Regions from separate parts of the Mus musculus genome. Here region 1 is linked to region 2. A link is a contact called in public HiChIP or PLAC-seq data. All regions are on one chromosome and are shown on one strand. The core of a region is the stretch at or near the end of the contact, and the rest is flanking DNA. Distances in the headings are between cores, read along the strand shown. Region 1 has its middle 28 kb from the start of Gm31772. Region 2 overlaps Gm41980 (a long non-coding RNA gene).

Region 1 (5,573 bases), core at 320-2,819, 430 kb after region 2:
GGTGATCCCGATAACCTTCCTGCACGGATCAAAGAAAAATCAGAGCTAGATGGGTGTTACTCAGTAGTTAACGTAATGAGTAGAAGCAGCATTGTTTCAGACCTGTGCTCAATCCTGAATTGGGCAAAGACAAATGGGAACCTAGTGCCATGGAAGAAAGAAGGGCTTCAGTGAATAGGACATTATTAAGATGAACACAGGGTCTAGGTTAGGGGAATGTTGGCCAAATCGACTTGGCAGAATTGTTCTTTCAAAAATGTGTCATTGGTACAAGGCAGCTGCACACATGAACTCACAGCTTTGGGTCAGAGTGCACAAAACCAGGGGAAGTTCAAGCCAAAAGAAGTCCCGGCCTGGAGGGGGAAGTGAGCACAAAGTCTCAGCCTTTGCTGATTGTAATTGGTAATTCACTGCTGCCAATAGAGGGAGAGGGGATTTTTTTTTTACACATCTATTTTTTATTTCCATTAAAGCAATATTATCTGTATAAGATTTTGGTCCACTTGTTCTCCTGGTACTATTCAGGTTTGAATATTTCAATTTAGTTTCTTATATCTAACATAAGAACTAAGTATTTCACATGAGCAAATTAATATGATTTAAGTAGGTGTGCTCCTTACTATTTCTCATGTACAAACAGCCCATCTTTCTTTCTTCTTCCCATCTCAGTAGCTGTGCATCTCTTCTCTCACACCCAGCAACATAAGTGGAATTAGAGCATCAGTCACTATACTGAATAATCTCCAACTAATGTCAAATCTTCACATATTTGATCATTTAAGGGCGTGGCCTCTGGTAGGTTGAACACATTTCAGTGTGTAGCCACACACCCAAAAGTACACAGGCAACACAAATTGTACTTCATAGATTAAAAATCAGAGTAGTAAAGACACAGAGTTGGATGGGTAGGAGATGTGGGGTGGATCTGGAAGGAGCTGGGGAAGGAATGGGTATGAACAAAAATACAATGTCTGAACTTCTCAATAAATAATATTTTGTAAAAAGAAACCCATATACTGTTATGTGTGTATAATATGTGTGTGCCACTGTATGCACATGGAGGCCAGAGGAACAATAAGTGAAACAATAAGTTTTCTCCTTCCACCATGTGGGTGCTAGGAATTCAACAACAGGCTTAATGGCAAGTTGCCTTTATCTGCTGAGCCACCTTGATGGCCTTAATTTTTTTTTTTTTTTTTTGGTTTTTTGAGACAGGCTTTCTCTGTGTAGCCTGGCTGTCCAGGCTGGCCTCGAACTCAGAAATCTGCCGGCCTCTGCCTCCCAAGTGCTGGGATTAAAGGGTGTGCCACTACTGCCCGGCCTTTATTTTTAAAATGTATTATTAGAGTTTGTTTTCTTCAAACATGCAACAGAACTCTTGGTGTTGATACAGCTGAGTGATACAGACTTTCTGGGGAAGGACAACAGAGTCCGTAGTCCAAGCCACTTGAGAAGAGTGCCTAGAAGTGAGAATGGAGAGGCAAGGGGTTGGCTTCAGTAACCAAGGAAACAGGTTATGGGGTAAGCAAGGAAACTGTGGCTGTATCTTGGTGGCTGTGTCATCTGGTGGTCAGAATGCCTCTTTGTGGTTAAGCTTTCTTGAAGCTGTTCATAGGTTCTTCCTGTTATATCGAAAACTAAGGCACCATGAAGCTTTCTTAGTTGCCACGTACACACACAGAAGGAGTCTGTATCCCTAGTCCTGGCTTCATCAAAATATCACTCTCAGTCTGTTTTTTGTTGTTGTTGTTGTTTTTGTTTTTTATAAAACCCCATCCTCTGCCCTCTTCTGGTGTGTCTGAAGAGAGCAATGGTGTACTCAGATACATAAAATAAATAAAACCCCATCCTTCACCCTTTGTGAACATTTCTCCTTCTCCTCCTTCTCCCCTCCTTCCATCCTTCCCTCCTCCCTTCTTTGTCTATCTTCCTGCCTGTCTCTGTCTTCTGTTCTGTTCTGTTCTCCTCCCCTCTCTTTCTTTCTTTTTTTCTTCCTTTCTCCCTTCAGTTCTGGCTATCCCGGAACTCACTCTGTAGACCAGACTAGCTAGCCTCAAACTCACAGAGGCCCTCCTGTTTCTGCCTCCCAAGTGCAGAGATGAAAAGTGTATGCCACTCAGCCTGCCCCTGCTATGGGCTTTTCAAGAAGATCATGGGAGGAATTATCGTAACTAGGAAATCTGATCCAACATCATTTGGGAGAGGAAAAGGACCAACTTAGCCCTATGAATATGACATCCACCTCATAAATATTCACAAAAAAGTTCTTTAAAACCCAGCGTGTTGCTACACACCTCCCCCCACCAGCCCGCTCTGATTTCTCTCTGGGATATATGTATTACTTTGCCTTACTAAATAAAATTCTTTCCTAAATAAAGTCCTGCTGTAGCTATTGGTACGTATTGGTTGAATGGTTTCCTTGGAGGAGACAAGAACCATGGAGCCTTCTTCATGCAGTAAGACAAGAACCTACCAGACTTATTTAGAAGTCTTCTCTGTTATATGCAAATTTCTGCTTGTATGCTGGACACACACGTACACAAACACACACACACACACACACCACACTCAGACACATAAACACTCACACACATATACACACATGCCCATTTCTATCCTGATATCATTTTATTATGCTCTAAAATTACATTAATTCTAACAGAAGGAATCTAAATCTTGGAATTAGTTTTAAATGTTTTGAATTAAGTATATTTAATTTTCAAAACAGCAGAGTCATTAGTGAGAAGAAGATTTATCGATATGAGCTGGAGAGATGGCTCTGTGGATAAAATCCTTTCCATCAAAGGGTGAGGAACTAACTGACTTCAGATTTTCAGAATCCGTGTGAACGCTGGGCAGGTATGGCAGCCCACATGTAAGCCTTGTAAAAGATGTGTGCTAAAAGACTATTTTGTGAGTTTCTAGGCCATATAGGGCTAAATAGTGAAACTCTGTTTCAATGAAAAAAAAAAAACCCAAACCAAACAAACAAAAAATTAAATCTTAAAATGGAAAAATTAGGGACTGGTAGCTGCTATCGGCACCTGTTACCATGACAGATGACCTGAATTCAACCCCAGAATCCACACAGCGGAAGGAGAGAGTCAACTTCTGAAAGTTGTCCTCTGACCTCTGTACTTAAGTCATAGTATGTATGTGTGTACACCGTGCAACACAACAAACATAAATAATATAGTTGATTTTTATATCATCATCATTGATTGATTGATTGATTTAAGACAGCATCCTTTTACATGAATCAAGCTGACTTTAAACTCACAGAGATCCTCCTGCCTCTGTTGCTAAAGTCCAGGGATTAATGACATGTCCCACCATGCCCAGTATGGTAAAAGTAATTGAATTTTTGTTTTAATGTGGGGCTGGGGAGATTAGCTCAGTAAGGAAAGCACTCACGGCACAACAGGAGGACCAGAGTTCTGCTCTCAGTGTGGCAGCCTGTGGGAGGCAGGGACTCCCAGGGACTCCCAGGAGCAAGCTGCCTAGCAAGAATGGCCATATTGGCAAGCTCTGGGTTTGACTGAGAGATTCTGCTTCAAAGAATAAGGTGAAGAGCAAGTGAAGAAACCTCTTACTGTTGGCTTTGGGCCTGCACGTGTAAGTGTACACATTTGCTGGCTCACCTATGCCCGTACACACAGGCCCACACATGTAAACACACAGAGAAACATGCACACACCCCCACGGACACACGCAGAAAAGAATCTGAATGAATTCCAGTCTATTTACTTACATATTATGGGTTATAGTTGTGCTATGGACAACTGAATCACCGGCAACTGCAGCTTGGGGATGTAGAGACTGGGGATGGACGAGCAAGCAACAATGACCACAGGTCAAAGATGGGTTGTGATTATTATTTTTTTAAGATTAAAAATCCACAGGTATGGGCTGGAGAGAGATAATTTTAGGAAGGAAGATCAGAGTTACCAGAGAAATAAGAAGTTGATTAATAATAGACTAAGAGCCTTACTTTAATCTAACTTTGGGACATTTAGGGCTTAAACAATTGAAAATGTGTGTGTGTGTGTGTGTGTGTGTGTGTGTGTGTGTGTGCTCGAGCACACACGCCAGCATGCCGAGACACACATATAGAAGTCAGAGGACAGCCTTGGTTGTTGGTCCTCGATTGCCATCTTGTTTGGGACAGGGTCTCTTGCTAACCAGGATAGGTCAGGAACATGAAGAGATTCTGTGGTCTGTGCCTCCCATCTTTCTGTAACTGCACTGAGATTACAGGTCCATTCTACCTCTTACTTTCTGTGGGTTCTGAACGTAGGTCCTAGTACTTGTATAGCAAGTGTTTTACCCACTGAGCCATCTCTTCAGCCTGGGGTTTCAAGCCAACCTTGCCAGTACGCTCCCTCTGTGTTTTCTGGAATCACTTGGCTCTCTTTAGACTAGTGCTTGTAGAAGATGATCCAGGTTATACTGATCAAACAGCTAGTGTAAGATTCCGGGAAGTCTTAGCTTACCAGGGACCCCCTGAGTGAACCACGTGGAGGAATTTATTGTTCCAGTGCACTGGGATTGTCCCAGCCCCAAAGGAGAGGCAGCAACCCCCAGCACCCATTCGGCGAGTTTTTATATGGTTTCCAGGGGCAAAATAGAGCATCAGCAACTCGGCACAATCTGATTGGCAGAACAGTGCACCCTTTAAACTGATTGGTCTTTAGAGAATGAAGTGACAAGGACTTCCTTTGTCTAAAGGTGGGCAATGGTCCATCCTGAGGAATGTGTCCCCACCCGCAGGTCTGTTCCTGCCCTGTGGTCTGAGAAATGGTAATCAGTCTCTTCCTTCCAGAGGGGCGAGTGTTTCATGACCTTCCCAGAGTTCCTAAGCTGACCTTTTCACTAGGATCCCAGAGAAAACGAAGCCATGAACTCTGTCCTCTGGGCTCCATGTCCACCTTTGGCATACTGCATTTCTTCGAGGCACTGGCCCACCTGTGCTAGGAAAAGCAAAGTGACATTATGGCTAGATGAAAGCAGGAGAAGGACTTAAAAAGGTGGACTGGGAAAAAAAATGCAAGACATGGTGGTATACACCTGTAGTCAGAGCACTCAGGTTCAAGAGGTTGATTCAAGAGGATCCCAAGTTCAGGGCCAGCCTGTAATCCTGTCTCAATAAGCTAAAAACAGAGTCCCTGAAGAAATGGCTTAGGGGATAAGAACACTGGCTACTCTTTCAGAGGATAAGGGTTCCATTCCCAGCAGCCACATGCCAGCTCACAATCACCTGTAACTCCAGCTTGAGGGAATCCAGTGCCTTCTTCTGGCCTCCACAGGTCCCAGGAATGCCATGGTGCACAGAAATGCATGCAGCCGGAACATGCATACACATACATTTTAAAAAATGTATTCAAAAATAAAATAAAAGAGGAAAAAAGAAACAAAGGAAGGAAGGAGAAAGAAAGAAAGAAAGAAAGAAAGAAAGAAAGAAAGAAAGAAAGAAAGGGAGAAAGAAAGAAAGGGAGAAAGAAAGAAAGAAAGAAAGAAAGAAAGAAAGAAAGAAAGAAAGAAAGAAAGAAAGAAAGAAAGAAAGAAAGAAAGAA
Region 2 (4,861 bases), core at 224-2,723:
CATAAACCCTAGCACTCCAGTAGAGGCAGGAGGATTAGAAACTGTCATCCACAGGGAACTGGAGAGATGGCTCAGTAGTTAAGAGCACTGGCTGCTTTTCCAGAGGACCTGAGTTCACTTCCCAGCACCCACAGGGCAGCTCACAGTTCCAGGGGACCCAACACCCTCAGAAACATAAAAGCAGGCAAAACATGAAATAAAAATAAAATAAAATAAAAAGTCATCCTCAATTTCTCAGCTAGTCCATGCCAATCTGGAAAACATTAGACACGCCCGTCCCCTCCCCCCCACTCCCCCAAAAAAGAAAAGAAAATATCATCAATATTTTCCCAGAATTCCAGCACACAGGATGATGAAAAGGACAAGGGTGAGAAGAGCGGAAGTCCAAGGATGACAATGGCTACCAAGGTAGCATCAAGGGACCAGCACAGACTGTGAACACAGACTTCCCTAAGAGCTTCAGGCCTCTGCCTGAGAAACTTGTGTCGCTCACTCTCCTTTTGACTTTGACTGGGGGAGGGGAACAGCCATGTCACGGTGACATCATCACCTTCCAAGAACCACTGATTCAGCTGCTGAGGCCCCAGGCTGGACTCACTTCCTCCAGCCAGAAGGCAGGGGGGGGGGGCAGGACTGTGGGCCTGTTCTCGTCAGTCCCCACCCCCACACAGTGCAGATCAGCTTCTTGCCCACAACCACGCCATGTGGGGCTGCCTGCCTTGTTCAGCAACCCCACCAGCAACCCCAGCTGACCAACCAAGGGTCCTGGGGAGAGGCAGAAATCTTTCTTTCCTCCTTGTGAACCAGGAGCTGGCTCACAGGGACAAGGCTGGGATGCAAGAAACGGGAAAGGGCTAAGCCAGATGAAGCCGAGGCTAGGAGAATACGTGTAAGAGCAGGCTAAGGCTGAGACAAACTGAAACCTTCAATTGTGACCACTTCACAGCCACAAGTTGGTCCAAATTGGATGTCACCTAGGGGTCGGCAGATATGGACCACTGTCTTCGCTAAAGAGTGAAAATATCTCCACAGCTGAACTAGACGCTCGAGAACAGAGCAAAAGGAGACCATCTTGCCTTAGTGAGAACTTCCTCCTGGCCGCTGCTGCTCCAGCTGAGTCCTAAGTGCCCTCCCCAAGCCGCTTCTCTATTATGACAACTCAAGGTAGAACCCGTCCACCCTACATCAGCATCTGCCTTGCCTTTGTGTTAAACTGAATGTTCTCACACTATCATCTGCTCTGATGAATAAGAAAACAAGCCCCGTGGGTAGTCCCGTGGTTTTATAGCATGGTGAAGCTCCTCTAGTTCTCACACAATCTGCCACATCTTAACCTTTTATTATATTGATGTTCTAAGTGCTAACCTAACCCTGGGCAAACATCTCCATCCTACAAACCAGAACACCATGATCTGAGAGGTGAAGGGAGTTGTCCAGGGCACCCAGCTGGTGAGTGGTAGAGCCACGCTCGAAGCCAGCTCCAAGAAGTGAGGTCTTTCCACATGGGTGCTCTGACTCAAAGCTAGATCCTCCTCTGCCTCTGAGTCAGCAAGTGTAAAATTAGAATTTCACTCGGCAGTCATCAAGTCTTAAGGTGAGGGTAAGTGGGTTGGGGACTTGAAGGTTGTCCAGATTTGTGACCAAAACAGATGCCCAAGTCTCCTACACAGCGTCCTGGCTTCTGCTTGGAGGTACCAAATCCAGGAAGTCTCCTGGTTCAGCATGTGCTAGCTTCAGATCAGTAGACAGCTTGCTAGAACTGGAGATTAAATGTCCCTATATGGTCCATGAACTGTCTCTGCTCTTGGGAGCCATAAAGGACTGGTGTCACCCCAAATGCCCTTTCTCCAGACTGCATTCTCAGGTCTCTCTATTTACTCCTCTGTGGATTTTTCTCACCGCTGTGTCTCTGTGTGAGGTCTGTTTTTGTCTGTTCAACCTCCAAGTGCGGCTCCAATGAGCTGTGATGAACTGAAGCAGCAGCACCACCTTCAGAAGCCAGCCAACCAGCTCACAGGAGAACCGGACCAGATCACACTCAGTATGCCGTGGGATTGTTTGACCTTATCGTGAATGAAAGCCCTTAAATGCCCGTCTCACATGCTGTCCCGGAGCCACATCCTCGCCTGCGGCTTGTCCAGCTGGGTTTGGGACACACATGACTTGTTCCCAGCGTGCAGACAATGCCTAACAAATGTTCCTGGCTGGCTAGCTGCTCCCTGTCACCAGACTCCTTGAGCTCAGCCCTATCTTCCCTCAGGACCCAGCTCTGGATCTCCACTTGGAAATGCTGCCAAGGGCTCCCCCTGGCCCAATAAGCTCATGACAGAGTCCTGACTCCTCACACCCAGCCTCCTTATGTATTTCCAGAGACCACTTGGAAAGTTTAGTCTGAGGCAAGCTACAGGAAAGCAAAGCCCTTTTCTCTGCTGAAGCACAATTTGCTTGTGTTTCCAAAGTGTTAGGCTGCTATGGAAAGACATGGAGGGAGTCACAGAGACCCATATGTGAAGTGGAGCATAGCCTCTCAACTTCCTACTTCCTGTGAAGGGCTGTTACTACCCCCTTGACATTCCACCCTGAGGCTCTGGGTAGCAGGTAGGGCCCATGGCACCTTCCTCCTCGTGTCTTCTGAGCCTCCTGCCAGGTTTTCCAGTCTTCTATCCTCGGGGCCTAAGCTCCTTTCTTCCTGAATTAACTCTTCTCAGTGCTGAGACTGAACGCTTTGCTTTATGCTCTCTCAAGTGCCCAAGCTGCACTTCTAGATAGAGACAAAGGATCTCCTTGAAAAATGGGAAGCCTTCTCTCTCTCTCTCTCTCTCTCTCTCTCTCTCTCTCTCTCTCTCTCTCTCTCTCTCAGCACCCAGGCTCTGAGAATATTAAGCATTCACTAGCTAGGGAGCGGGCAGGGTGGGAGGGGGGAATCAAGTTTGAAATGCAAAGCTGAGCAAGACGTCTTTGTTCTAGACTGTCTGGGGCTCTCCTGAAACCACAGCCAGCCCATTGAGTCAGTGAAGGAGGGGTAACTTGATTCCTGAGAGTGAAAACGGATTGTTTTCCTATCTCGGAAGTAATTTCACTTCTTTCGCATCGTTTCCCAAGGCAGAATCTCCAAGGGCTGGATGCTTTTGCCTCCTGCTCATCCATTCTTCCTTCTCACCCTTAGCCCCTCCACACAGCTGCATTCTTTTCTCTTCCAGACCTCTGCTTGTCTGCTCAGGAATGCGCTTCTAAGTTAGCTGTTGGGACTCGGGCTTTATTCGTTTGTCATCCCATCTTGTGGCACCAAGGTCACACTGCTGAAGTGTGCAGGCATCCCTGTGCTTTCTATCCGGGCATTCATTAGCATATGTGAATGCCAATGGATTTACAGTTCTTTTCGCTCTAGCTTCTTTGCTCTTCATCCTCTTACTATGGGTTCAGAAGTGGAGTGTTCCTTTGTGACAAGAGTCTAGCCCAGTCTAGCCCAGGCTGGCCACTTAAGAGAGATCAAGGATGATGCCTCTACTGTGGGCCTAAGATTCAAAGTGGCACTTGCCAGATGAGAAGAAACAGAGAAGGAAAGCATTCCAGACCCAGAGGGAGGCCAGAGCAGGAGGCCAGAGCCAGGCTCTGAGTAGGATGTCCTCAGCAGCAGGGCTCTGTGGGTGAGGACAGAGAAGGGAAGGGGAGGGTGGGAAGCAGCAGCAGAACAGGAGCTGGCTCCCACTCTCCAGGTGGGGGGTGGCAGGAACTGGGAGTGTCTCAAAGCTCAGCCTGGCTGCCATTGAAAGGTGGAACTGGGTAAGAGTAGGGAGAAAAGAAACCTGCTGGCGGAGGGGGAGTGGCACTTTGATTCCAGCAGAGGCAGAGGCAGAGGCAGAGGCAGAGGCAGAGGCAGAGGCAGAGGCAGAGGCAGAGGCAGAGGCAGAGGCAGAGGCAGAGGCAGAGGCAGAGGCAGAGGCAGAGGCAGAGGCAGAGGCAGAGGCAGAGGCAGAGGCAGAGGCAGAGGCAGAGGCAGAGGCAGAGGCAGAGGCAGAGGCAGAGGCAGAGGCAGGTGGATCAAGAGTTTGAGACCAGCATGGTCTACAGAGTGAGTTTCAGAAGAGCCAAGGCTACACAAAGAAACCTTGTCTTGAGAAAAACAAAACAAACAAATAAAATCAGCAACATCAAAAATTAGAAAGAGAGAGAGAGAGAGGGAGGGAGGGAGGGAGGGAGAGAGAGAGAGAGAGAGAGAGAGAGAGAGAGAGAAAGAAAGAAAGAAAGAAAGAAAGAAAGAAAGAAAGAAAGAAAGAAAGAAAGAAAGAAAGAAAGAAAGAAAAAGAGAGAAGGAAAAAAAAAGAAACAACCCATCCACCTGCCCCTCCTGTGTGGATGAGCATCGGAGATGGCGGGTACTGGGGAAGAAGACAGAAGGCAATGGGAGGGTGGATATACACTCTGAGGGGAGGAACGGTGTCTATGTGTAAGCATTATTATAGCATCATCGTCAGACTTTACATGAAGATTGGTGAGGGAGCGTTTACACTGTGGGTTCCAAACTGATCCTGGGGAGAAAAGGGTCCAGAAGTCCACAGAAGCCCTGGAAATGCTATGTTAGTGTGTCTTGTTGTACATCTGTGTGACTGTGTGTATGTGTGTGTGTGCTCATGAGGGCACATGTGAGGGCAGGCATATGTGTGTGTGTGTGTGTGTGTGTGTGTGTGTGTGTGTGTGTGTGTATACATGCATAGGAGTTGAAGGAAAGCCTGAAAGCTTCCAGAAAAATCCAACAGGGGTGGGGATGGAAAGAGGCAGAAGCCTTGCCAAGAACTAACAACGTGAAAATTAAAGAAAGCTGTACTTCTGGCCATGATGTCATCCTTACTTACCTACCGTA

What was found. HiChIP or PLAC-seq counts read pairs in DNA pulled down with a chosen protein or histone mark.
Region 1: a BATF HiChIP or PLAC-seq map of CD8 T cells shows a contact between it and region 2, with 5 read pairs. The contact joins two enhancer-like sites. A contact is called at or near these places in 2 of 484 Hi-C or Micro-C datasets (the Ba/F3 cell line and myeloid progenitors) and 2 of 115 datasets of contacts at active chromatin or transcription factors (CD8 T cells and embryonic stem cells).

Annotation. Positions count from the first base shown.
Region 1 is chr1:155,474,867-155,480,439 of GRCm38.p6, forward strand. No RefSeq gene overlaps it. Among named protein-coding and RNA genes, the nearest start is that of Gm31772, 28 kb to the left of the region's middle. Within about 2 kb of position 1,570, at least 31 of the 459 cell types and tissues checked have an H3K27ac peak or open chromatin away from gene starts, as enhancers often do. A contact at or near this core is called in CD8 T cells, where this site is marked.
Region 2 is chr1:155,049,813-155,054,673 of GRCm38.p6, forward strand. All of the region lies in intron 2 of Gm41980 (a long non-coding RNA gene), which reads right to left. Among named protein-coding and RNA genes, the nearest start is that of Gm51651, 4.3 kb to the right of the region's middle. Within about 2 kb of position 1,474, at least 166 of the 459 cell types and tissues checked have an H3K27ac peak or open chromatin away from gene starts, as enhancers often do. A contact at or near this core is called in CD8 T cells, where this site is marked.